2 separate regions of the Mus musculus genome follow, and region 1 is linked to region 2. Evidence: chromatin contacts called from public HiChIP or PLAC-seq data. All regions are on one chromosome and are shown on one strand. Each heading gives the region's core, a stretch centred on a gene start, on an enhancer-like site or on the middle of the called end of the contact. The rest is flanking DNA. Distances are from core to core; before and after follow the strand shown.

What was found. HiChIP or PLAC-seq counts read pairs in DNA pulled down with a chosen protein or histone mark.
Region 1: an H3K27ac HiChIP or PLAC-seq map of embryonic stem cells shows a contact between it and region 2, with 2.7 times the contacts expected there. The contact joins the promoter of Prr23a3 here to the promoter of Rbp1 in region 2. A contact is called at or near these places in 5 of 39 promoter capture datasets (embryonic stem cells, liver, pre-B cells and 2 more), 2 of 484 Hi-C or Micro-C datasets (both in embryonic stem cells), 1 of 115 datasets of contacts at active chromatin or transcription factors (embryonic stem cells) and 1 of 9 other capture datasets (embryonic stem cells).

The regions. Positions count from the first base shown.
Region 1 is chr9:98,863,044-98,869,008 of GRCm38.p6, reverse strand. Prr23a3 (proline rich 23A, member 3) reads right to left here and starts at 4,242. Exons shown (of 1, transcript NM_028033.1): 1 at 2,429-4,242. The coding sequence starts at 4,014. The coding sequence ends at 3,250.
Region 2 is chr9:98,420,566-98,425,897 of GRCm38.p6, reverse strand. Rbp1 (retinol binding protein 1, cellular) reads right to left here and starts at 2,937. Exons shown (of 4, transcript NM_011254.5): 1 at 847-2,937; 2 at 267-445. The coding sequence starts at 919.

The DNA.
Region 1 (5,965 bases), core at 2,993-5,492, 440 kb before region 2:
CCCAAGCCCTTGGAGGAGCCCAGAAGATCGTGAGTTGGATCCCAGACACTGGACGGTTGGATATTGATTTTTGCTTTGATTGTGACTGTGCCCTGATATTTTCCCTCTTGAAGGAAGAAACTGTTTTAGTGAAGCCCACAGTTAAGAGACTTTTAATTGTAAAACGAGTTTGGATTTTAAAAGAGATGGATATTTTAAAGAGATTGAAAATTTAAGAATATGTAAAGACTGTGGGACTTTTAAAGTTATTTAGATCTTGGGGATGAACAAGAATGTAAGGGTTGAGGCTTACTAGTGATGTGTTTGTGTGTCAAGTTGACAAGGGGTCAATTGTACTGGCTAGTTTTGTGTCAACTTGACACAGCTGGAGTTATCACAGAGAAAGGAGCTTCAGTTGAGGAAATGCTTCCATGAGATCCAACTGTAAGGCATTTTCTCAATTAGTGATCAAGGGGGAAAGGCCCCTTGTGGGTGGTGCCATCTCTGGGCTGGTAGTCTTGGGTTCTATAAGAGAGCAGGCTGAGTAAGCCAGGTGAGGCAAGCTAGTAAGGAACATCCCTCCATGGCCTCTGCATCAGCTCCTGCTCCCTGCCCTGCTTGAGTTCCAGTCCTGACTTCCTTTGGTGATGAACAGCAGCATGGAAGTGTAAGCCGAATAAACCCTTTCCTCTCCAACTTGCTTCTTGGTCATGATGTTTGTGCAGGAATAGAAACCCTGACTAAGGCAGTGTGTGAGATTTTAGGTAAGTGATAATTCTCAACATCCACAGTCAACTACATTCAGCCAAGCCAAATAGAAATAATATCGTCATAGACACATTATAATCAAACTATGTGACACGAAAACCCAACAAATATTTGAAGTAAAATGAAGGCAGATGTGGCTTTTACAGATTTTACACACCTGTAATCCTGGGACTTGGGAGGCTGAAGCAGGAGGGTGGGGACTTCCGGACCAGCCTGGACTACACAGAACTTGTCACAAAACAAAAGCAGGCCACGAATAAAACACTTCAAACCCTTAAAACTAAGATGTACAATACCCCCACATATAAAATAGTGATATTTTGATTGGTTGGTTACACAACCATTTAGATAAAAAGATGGTGAAACACTGGATTAATAAATTTAAAGTAGTCAAATATTATGCTAGAGAAACTACATTTAGGATCAAGGGCTGAGGGGAGAGATGGGGAAGAGACGCCTCACCCTCCACAATGGTGGCTAGAAACCTCAAGTCAGTCCAAGGGACATGCTAACAAGATGGATGAAGTTTCAGACAGAAACAAATGAAAAGGGAGAAGAAAGTGCTAGAAGCTGAAAGGGAAGCCTGCAGGGAAAGGCCCTGGCCACAGGTGGAATTAAGAAGACTGGCATTAAAAACTAGTTTTTATTTATTTATTTTTGGTGTGAATACTGATGACCCTCCATTCAGTCTGCTTTCATTTAAGTTTCTGGATGCCCAGCCAGTATTTTTTTTTTTTTCCAAATTCTTCCACCAGTATCTGGAATGTAGCATTGTGTTGGAGTCCACTGTACATTTAAGAATTATACAGTGGTTTATTGTCTATTTATTTCCACTTGGCCATTCCTATTTCACGTTTAAATAAAATGAGTACGGAATGAAACATTTTCAAGCATAAAATCCTAAGAGTTTTTGGACTATAGAACCAAGGCAGGACAGACATAATGGAGATAATTGTTAAATAAATAAATATACATATACATATACATATATATATATACACACACACACACACACACACACACACACACACACACACACATACATATAACTGTTAAAGCCTATCTCTGGGGCTGGTGGGATGGGATCATCAGGCAGAAGTACTCACTCTACAAGCCTGACAATTGGAAGCCTGATAACTGATCTCCTGAGTCCACGGTAGAGGGAGAGAACTGACTCCCAAGTTGTCCTGTGATTTTTCACAGGTGTGTTGTGGCAGACACTCGATGACACGCATGGTCCTGGGCTCACACACAAATCACACACACTCAGTCAAATACACATCAATGATAAATTAAACAATAAAAAAAAGTTGTATGTAAGAGCTACACTCTGGCCAATAACCTTAGCTTCTAGGGTGGCTCCTGTGGAGGACTTCATTTTCAAGGTGGGTCTGGGCTACAGAATGAGTTTAAAGCTAACCCAAGCAGCTTAGTGAGACCCTGTCTCAAAATAAAGAGTAAGTAAGGAGAGAGCTAGGGATGTACATGTATTTGAGCGCTTGCCCAGTATGTGTGAGATCCTAGGTTAAATCTGTATTAATGCAAAAAGAAATTAAAAGCAGATTAGTAGTAGCAAGATAAAAATTGAGGTTAGCCTGAGAACAAAGAGGGAATTTGGTAAAATAGGTTGACAAAACTGAACAGCTAAAAGCTGAACAGCTATGATTTTTGACTCACCTTTACCAGGGACATTTATTTTATTTTTATAAAACAAGATAAATATGACCATTGCATACAAAACATTACAAATTAGGTTTATAAGAGCAAAAATTGGTTCAGAATTTAAAACAAAACAATAACGTGGAATAATAGTAATGTAAACATTTTCCACCAGTTTAGGTGAAATCTTGAAGCGAATGTACTATAAAAAGAAACCCAAGCCTGGCAGAGTGGCGCAAGACTTCGATCCCAGCACTTGGGAGGCAGAGGCAGGTAGATCTCTGCGAGTTCAAGACCAGCCTCTATTACATAGTTCTAAGAAAGCCACAGATTTCTAATGAGATCCTGACTAATCACAAACTAAACAAAGATTAAAAAACAAAGAAAACAAATGCATATCCCAGCGCATGCTGAAAACAGCCGGCAAACTTCACCATGAATCACACTTACAATGAAGGAACTGAAATGGGAGACTATTCCAAGGAGCTTTGGAGATGGCTTTGAACCCTGTACATGCAAGTGAGGTAACCATTATAGCACATGATGGTGTTGGGTAGTTTTCTAGGAGAGTAGCCCGGAACAACAGAGAGGTAGATAAGTCGTGTCCAAATCCTCAAAAATTCACGGGAAAACACTAAAGGCCACCAAGAACTTAAGACACCTACTAATTTCTTTGTTAGAGAAGAAACAGGTGTTGGGGATTTTACCACTTGAATTTCTAGGAACTTTTAGGGCCTCGGGAAGAGTCCTTTGGGTCAGCAAGGCTTTAATTCTAACATCATGGGGCCTAAGTGCCTTGCAACTAGGGGTAGAGAAGCCCCTCAAAGATTTGTGCAGGGCAGTTCATTCATAGACCAGTCGCTTCCGGGCCCTGCGAGGAGCCCGGGGAGAGCATGGAGGGCATGGCGGAAGCTGCTCTTGGGGATTCCGGGAAGGAGATGGAGGCAGAGGCTGCAGTGGTGAGCCAGGGAAGGGTCCCAGCATGTTGATGTCCAGTTCCCAGATGAACCTAGGAGAATATTGCTCTGCTCCAGTGGAAGGCCCTGGGACTTGGTCCTGAGACAAAGGACTGGGCACCCCTGGGATGGAGGAAAAGTTCCCATTGGCCTGATCATCTGGAGGGCTAGCCCAGTGCTCCAGAAATTCCAAGTCTGCATCCTCATCACAGACATCCTCTTGGTAGAAGTACTCACAGAAAGTTTCCTCCTGGAGACCGACTAGATGATCCTGGGGCCCGTCCTGGGCAGCGGCTCCCTGCGGGCTGATGGCCACGAATCCAGGCTGTCCAAAATGGGTGGAGTCTTGGAGCCCCTCGGGGACCAGGAGGATGGTGTGTCCTTGGAGCGACACTTGCAGTACCGAGGTGGGCTCTGGCTCCAGCAGCAGGTCGACGCCGTCCAGGGGCAACTGCAGGGCAGAGCCGGCGGCCAGGAACACCACGGAGGTGGTGGGCTCGGCGGGCGCTTCCAACTCGGGCTGAGCCAGGGGCTCTGGGCACGCGGGCTCCTGGTGGAGGCGGCGGCGCTTGGCAGGGCTGGGTGCTGGTGTCTGCGGTGACCAGCAGGGCGCGGGGTCGGCGCTGGGGCTGCGGGGCCTGGTGCGCAGCATGATGGACGGCTCTGTGGGGCTGGAGAGGCGCGGGTGCGGGGTGCAGAGCGGGCAGGTGCGACGGCGCGGGCGGAGCGGCTACAGTCTCGTGCTCTGCAGCTCTGCGCTTGGCCTAGTGGATATTGCGTACGCAAGGTGGGTCACTTACTAGATGCCAATCAATTTTCAGAAGATGAACCGGAACCCAAGTTCAGACGGAAAAGGTCAGGTTAGGCTGCACCTCTGGAAGCGGGAGTCCTGGAGGCTCCGCCCCAGGAGTGTCAGGCTGGCCAATAGACTTGGCTGTAGTTGGGAAATACATTTTTTGACCTATAGGAGGCAGAACTGGTTGCGCAGTTTGTCTCACCCGGAATAGAATTTCAAGATGGCTCAAGATTAGAACTTCTACGGTTTCGGGCATTCTAAAAATCACTGAGAAACTTGCACCATCCCACCAAACCACACTCCGTTAAATGCCACGGGAAATTGCTTTAGCGCGGTTTAGAGAATGGGTTACTAGGTAGTCCGGGCGGATGTGAGTAGTCACACCTGAAATCGTCTTTGTCCCACTCATAAATCCCGGGTTCTAGGGCCTAGGTAAAGGAACTCTGAGGCAAAGACGAGCTGCTGAGTGGCATATGGGCTCAAAACCAAACCAAACTACACCAAAACAAGTCTGGTCCAGAGAGGGTTCAACAGAACTCTCTCTCGTTGCCTAGCCTGATTGATGAACTGAATTTGATCTCAGTCTTACATGGTGACACTGTGGCACACACATTCACATAAATAAACGTAATAAAAAATATTAAAAAGAAAAATCAAAAGTAAAAATGCGCGGGGGGGGGGGTGCGTAGAAAAAAGGGTCTTTTGTATGCTATGCATCCCGGACTTCTTATCTAGAAGACTGACTTTGAACTTTTTGTTTGTTTGTTTGTTTTTGTTGTTGTTGTTGTTTTCGAGACAGGGAGTTTTTAAAAAAAAGATTTACTGTAGCTGTCTTCAGACACTTTTTCTTCTCTCTCAGTCCAAAGATTTGTTTATTTATTATCTCTAAGTACACTGTAGCTGTCTTCAAACACCCCAGAAGAGGGCATCAGATCTCATTACAGATGATTGTGAGCCACCATGGGATTTGAACTCAGGACCTCTGGAAGAGTAGTCAGTGCTCTTAACCGCTGAGCCATCTCTCCAGCCTGACTTTGAACTTTTAACCTTCTGCCTTGGACTCCCAAGTACTGAGATCATAGCCGTGTACCACAAGTGGATTTATGCCATGCCTGGAGTTAAATACAGCCAGGGCTTTCTTATATCACTTGCATGCTCTGCTCATGGAGGCCAGAAGAGGGCACTAGATCCCCCTGCAACTGGAGCTACATATAGTTGTGAGCCTAGGTCAGGGTGTTGGAAATCAAACCTGAGACTGCTGGAATATCAACAAGCACTCTTCATGGCTGAGGCGTCTCTCCAGCTCCCTTCCTCCCCCTTTAAAAAACTGTATTATTATTTGTGTGTGTATGAATTCATGTAAATGCTTTTTTGCATCATTTCTACCCCCTTTTCTCCCTTGTGTTTTTCTCAAATTTATGACCTCTTCTTTAATTGTTACATATGTTTCTTTATATGTATATATAAATGCAGTCTGCTGATTCTCTTTAGTGTTGATTCTATGCTTGTTTGTTGAGGGCTGATCCTATGGGCCTCATACCTGAAGACTGATTCTCTCTCAGCAGCTAGTTTCTGCCTACAGTTCTTCATCCCTGTCATCCCTCATCCACATTGGCATGGCAACTGGTGTTTTCACTGTGCAGGCTTTCTTTAGGTGACCGTATTTTTTGAGATTTCATGGGTGTAGCATTCTTGTCATATATAGAAGACACTATCTCATAGCAGGTGACCTGGTTGCTTTATTTATTTACTTACTTATTTAAGGCTAGGCAGTGTTTCACCATGTATTACTCAGTGTATAGATCAT
Region 2 (5,332 bases), core at 1,688-4,187:
GAGCTCCTATCTCCTCAGTTAGGGTGAGCTTTGGTGAGGCCATGTGTGTCTGAGCACCTGGCAGAGTTAGAGCCTTCCCATCTGACCAAACAATCGGTTTTGTCCAGCCACCCCACACTTGCAGGGTGTGTTTAGCATACCCTGGGGCTCTGGGGCTGGGAGAGAAGATTCACAGCATTTCCCAGATCTTTGCTCCCTCCAGACGCTAACCCAGCTCTAGGACAGAACCCGAGGGCAGGTGACGCTAAGGAGTCGAGGGGCCTCACCATGCACTTGCGGTCGTCTATGCCTGTCAGATCTTCCTCAAACTCCTTCCCAACTTGGAAGTCCATGATATAGTTCCGAAAAGTGCTCAGCGTGCGGATGATCATGTGGTCGCCATCCTGCACGATCTCTTTGTCTGGCTTCAGCAAGTTGGCGATTTTGCGTAAGGCCACGTTGACGTCTACAAGGGGTGCGAGAGAGCAGCGGCAGAGTTGTCAAGAAAACTCAGATAAGAAAGGATTCCCTAGGTAGCGGGGTTCCTAGGTAGTGGAACAAGGTTGGGATTCCAGCTCACTCTGCGTGGCCTCTGAGGGCCGTCTGTGCCTTGCCTTTCCATTTTTATTCTTTTGAAAACAAAGTTTTGTTGCCCCCCCCCCCGCCCCCGACCTTTAAAAACAAACTAGCAAAGCTTGCCCTGCCCTAGTGATTGAACTATCTACCTCCGGGGAGAGCTATCGGACACTTGCCACCAATTAACCCTAACATCTCGGGCCCTCTGGTTGGCAGCCGGCGGCCGCGCTCTGGGATGGGGTACTGGGGTCTGCGGGGAGCCGGGGGTTGCAAACCGCGGGCCGCGCTTACCGAGCGCGCGCAGGTACTCCTCGAAATTCTCATTGCTCAGCATCTTCCAGTACCCGTTGAAGTCCACAGGCATTTTTGGGACAGACTGGGGATCGCCTGACACCAAGAAGGCGGGAGCGGCTGTGGGTTCGGCCCGGACGGTTGCTGCCAATGCACTCCGGGTGATGGACGGCCCGGAAATGGGCGCCCTCGGGGGACACGGGGCTCCGCGGGGCGGCGACAGCTGGATTCCAAGAGTGCACAAAGCCCGCAGGAGGGTCCATTGTAGCGATCCCTCCTCCCAGGGTGAGAGGGCGGAGCGGGGATCGGGGCGGGGCGGGGCAGGGGGCGGGAGGGGCGGGGGCGAAGATGGTGCAGAGCCAGGTTTGTCCCTGCTGTTGGCCACTTTCAGTTCAGACCTTCCATTTGCTCTTTTCACCCAACCCCTCCTAGCCTAGAAAGAGGAGGTGTGGAAGGGGAAAGGTTGCTTTTGGTCCTAGTTTTTGTGTACCCCCTCCTTACTTCCCTTGAGAGTTCTTCAAACGCCTGGAATTCTCACCGGTACCCCCCTGGGAGTTCTTCAAACGCCTCTTGAGTGTTGAAAACGCGTCTCCTTCAGGTTTGCTAGCGTCATCAAGGAAGAGGCCATTTACAGGCCTTTGTCTAAAGCTCAGCATCCGTGGCCTGGCCAGTTCCTAGGAAGCTGATGTTTTAACTCTAGGGATGAAGAGCAGAGCAACTACCCACAGCTCTCCCAGGAAATGATGCGAAGTTGGTGGTATTAAATATGCACTGGACAAGAAAGCGCTCCAGGTGAACCCATGCACGGTGGTGGTCAGAGACCCAAGGCTTTTTGCGCGTGTGGACTGACACTATTCTGCGGGATCGTGTGGTTCTGTCTTCTTCCAGGAAAGGAAAGCACAGACCTTTTCTGGAATTTACAGTTTGTGGTTTTTTTTTTTTTTCAGTTAATATATTCTGGGCCCTTTCCATACCTGTGCACGGAAAGACTCCCCAGTATTTCTGTAAGCTTCTATTACTAGCTTCAGCTCCTATTTACCTGGGTCGGGGAGGGGGTGGGGGAGGGGGTGGGCGTGTTCCGTGGCTTCTGATCCTTGTTGCCATTGGCAACAGTAGCAGTGAAGACCTTTATCCCTTCTCACCTGCTACCTGTGTGTTACAAAGAGATGACATTCAGTGTCTGACCTTTTGACCTACTAAAGACTAAATATTTCTTTAAATTCCCCCCCTCCCCCCAACAGATCAGAGCCTAGGAGCCTGTGGAATGAGATCTGGTATGCTTTCTTCTCAGTGCAGAACCATGCCTCCCCCAGCTAAATGACTAAAGGGCACACCATCAGGGTAGGCAAGTGTCCTCTGGGAGAAAGGTTGGAATTTTAGCCCTCCTTACTCTCTCAGGGACTCTCTTGCTGAACACCAGGGACTCTCATCCTCAGCCTTATCGAAATGAATCTTAGAAGATTTTCAGTAGCACTGCTGGTCCTGGTCCCCTAAAGTTCTGCAAAGATATCTCCAGATATTTTTAAGTTCTGGGGTTAGAAAACACACACACACACACACACACACACACACACACACACACACACCCACCCTGGTTGAGGGCCACAGTTGGATTCCCATCACAGCCTTGGTCTGTCCTTTGTCTGCTCTGGCATGCTCAGGGCATCCGATTGTTATCTAGATCCTGGCCCTGTGTCCCCTCCCCAGTTAGTACAGAACTCAGGTTGGGCAGTCAAGACTGCCTGTCCCAGGCCTGTGTAAGGTAAAGGTGTGGGAAGCCACTTCTTCAGGCACTTTGGCCCAAATCATCTAGTGTAAGACATTGTGTGAGGGGCAGCCAAGGCACACAGCTTCGTTGTCATCCTGATTCACTGGAATGGAGGTTTGGGTCTCTGGAGGCTTGAAAGCTAAGCAAACGTTTCTTCCACCATCCACTCCCCAACAAGTCCAAAGTCCTTCATCCTCTCCAGCCACTTCCCTTTGTGCCCTGAGATGAACCTCCTGAGATGGTTTATGCCAAAGTCTCATGTAGTGCTTGACACACAGTAGGGACAGTAAGCCCTGGTCTGTTGCTGAGCTGAGAGTGGATCCTTATGTTCTGGACAGAGGTTGCTCCAGGTCTCTGCTATTCATCAGGGAGGACACAGCTCTAGCCACTCCTTCTTCCCCTGACCACTTTGGCCATCTCCTGGTCTCTCGACCTTTACTCTGAGCTGGTTTGCTGAGCACACAGCACACTAGTCAGTTAGTTTACCGTCTCTGCCTGTCTCTTTGTCTAGTGCCCTAAATAGATCCAAGAGCTCCCGCTCTTCTAGATCTCCTAGGAGGCTTTCTGTGGTAGTCGGGGTATCACCTGTGGATGGTGACCCCTTTGTGGGGAAGGGGGCGGTGGTGTATGTGTCAAATGACCCTTTCATAGGGGTGGCCTAAGACCATTGGAAAACACAGATATTTACATTACAATTCACAACAGTAACAAACTTACAGTTATAAAGTAGCAACGAAATGTGATTGTGTGTGGGGGTGGGGTGGGGGGTGGGTTCACCACAACATGAGGAACTGTATTAAAGGGTCGCGGCATTAAGAAGGTTGAGAACCAGTGAGTTAGGCTTTCTCTTGTTGTGATAAAACAAAGGCAACTTATAGAAGGGTTTACTATTGGCTTAGAATGATATGAGTCTGTTGCTGTCGTGTGGGGAGCATGACAGCCTACAGGCAGGAATGGCTCTGGGGCAGTCTTCAATGGGGTATCTATACCACACAGCCCTCCTCCTAAGACTCTGAAGACGGGACAGAAAGACTGTAAGAGCCAGAGGCAGAGGATAACTACACATGTCTCTATCAGGAAGTCAGAGCAGTGGGCACTGAGGATAAAGGTGAAGAGAGGACTTTGAAATGTGAAAGCCTGCCTCCCACACACTCTGCCCATTCATCCTCCAATGATTCAGTACCTCCTGGGGGCGATACCAACCTGGGAACCAGGAAGGTAAACATCTGCAACTACAAGGGTCATAGCTGCTGACTGTTCTTGTTGCAGCATCAGATTGCCTGTGTGGGCTTTAGGGCAGACCCCCTGTTTTGAGTTACTGCAGTGCAAAGCACTCCATGGATGCTGTGGGCACTACGTTGGCTCTCTGTCTGCTGATGCTCCTTCTGCTCACTGGATTCTGTAAGAGCTGGTTTCAAGTGCTCTTCTGTGTGACTCAGGGGTTACCTGTGATGTGTAATCACAGAGAAACAACGGGGGAGAGAACATCAGAGATGGGAGGCCTCTGGGGGGTGCTGGGGATCAAGGAGAGCTCCTTAAAGAAGGTGACTCTTGCTAGAGCTTCAGGTCAGGCAGAATCAAGGGAGTGTCAAGGGGGTCCAGGGGAGGGTGAGCATGGAGTGGGAAGGAAAGAAGAGAGGAGGGGGGAGTTAGGGGACAGTCAGCAAGCAGAGGGAATAAAGGGGCAGGCTTGTTTATGGCAGCCTGCAATAGATACTCCTAACTGGGATTTCTTCATTCCCTGGTCCTAAGAACATGAGTGCCAAGGTCAAGAGCAGCAAGCCAGTGCTTGTGTGTGTACAGTGGGATGCATAGGAGCACGTGGCACTCCTATGTAGTGGTGGCTAGGGAGGAGAGAGAAGCACTGGGGACTTGTGACGGGGCTCAGTTATCCAAACCACAGCAGGGACACATTTGCAGGTCTCAAGGTTAGCTCCCCAGCGCCTTTGAGAGGGCCATTATTCTGCCTGTACCTCTTGGAACAAGAAGAATCTCTGGTGGGTGTGGTGGCTTAGTCCTATAGCCAGAATAGTCAAGAGGCCGAGATGGGAAGATTCCCACCAGTTCAAGACCAGCCTAAGCTATGGTATGAGTGGGAAAAGGAAGAAGAAAAAGAGGAGGAGGAGGAGGAAGGAGGAGAAGAAGGAAGAAGGAAGAAGGAAGAAGAAGGAAGAAGAAAGAAACAAACAAAGAACTTAAACACCCGTTCCAGTGATAAAAAGATAAGCAAACCTGTCACGTGGTCACCTTTTTAAGCTAATAAAGGACATGGGAGTGGGTTTTTAAGGCTGCTTGGAAGGCACAGTAAGAGCAGGCAGTGATCCCTGGGAGAACAAGAGAGATGGAGAAAGATGAGAGGCAACAAGACTGAAGTCCCTGTGCAAAATTAAGGGCTTTTCAGATGCCAAGTGTCTTAATTACACACAGCTGTAGAATTCTGGGTAAGATGAGACTGCTGGGTCTTTGTTTTCATAGGTTACAGAGGCAGGATGTTTGAAGAGAGGATTTTTTTTTTTTTAAAACTTGTTCCAGTCACATAGGTGGAACATGAGGAGTGAGTAGAGTCTGAATTTGTGTCTAGCTCTGTCTGGTTCTGAAGCCCCAGCTCTTAACCACCTGTTATTGTCAGTGAGGTGAGGATCTACGGGGACCCAGGCCTGCTGGATTTGATAAATAAGCTGACAGAAGGGAGTCACAGAGAGGAAATAAGCCTCCCAA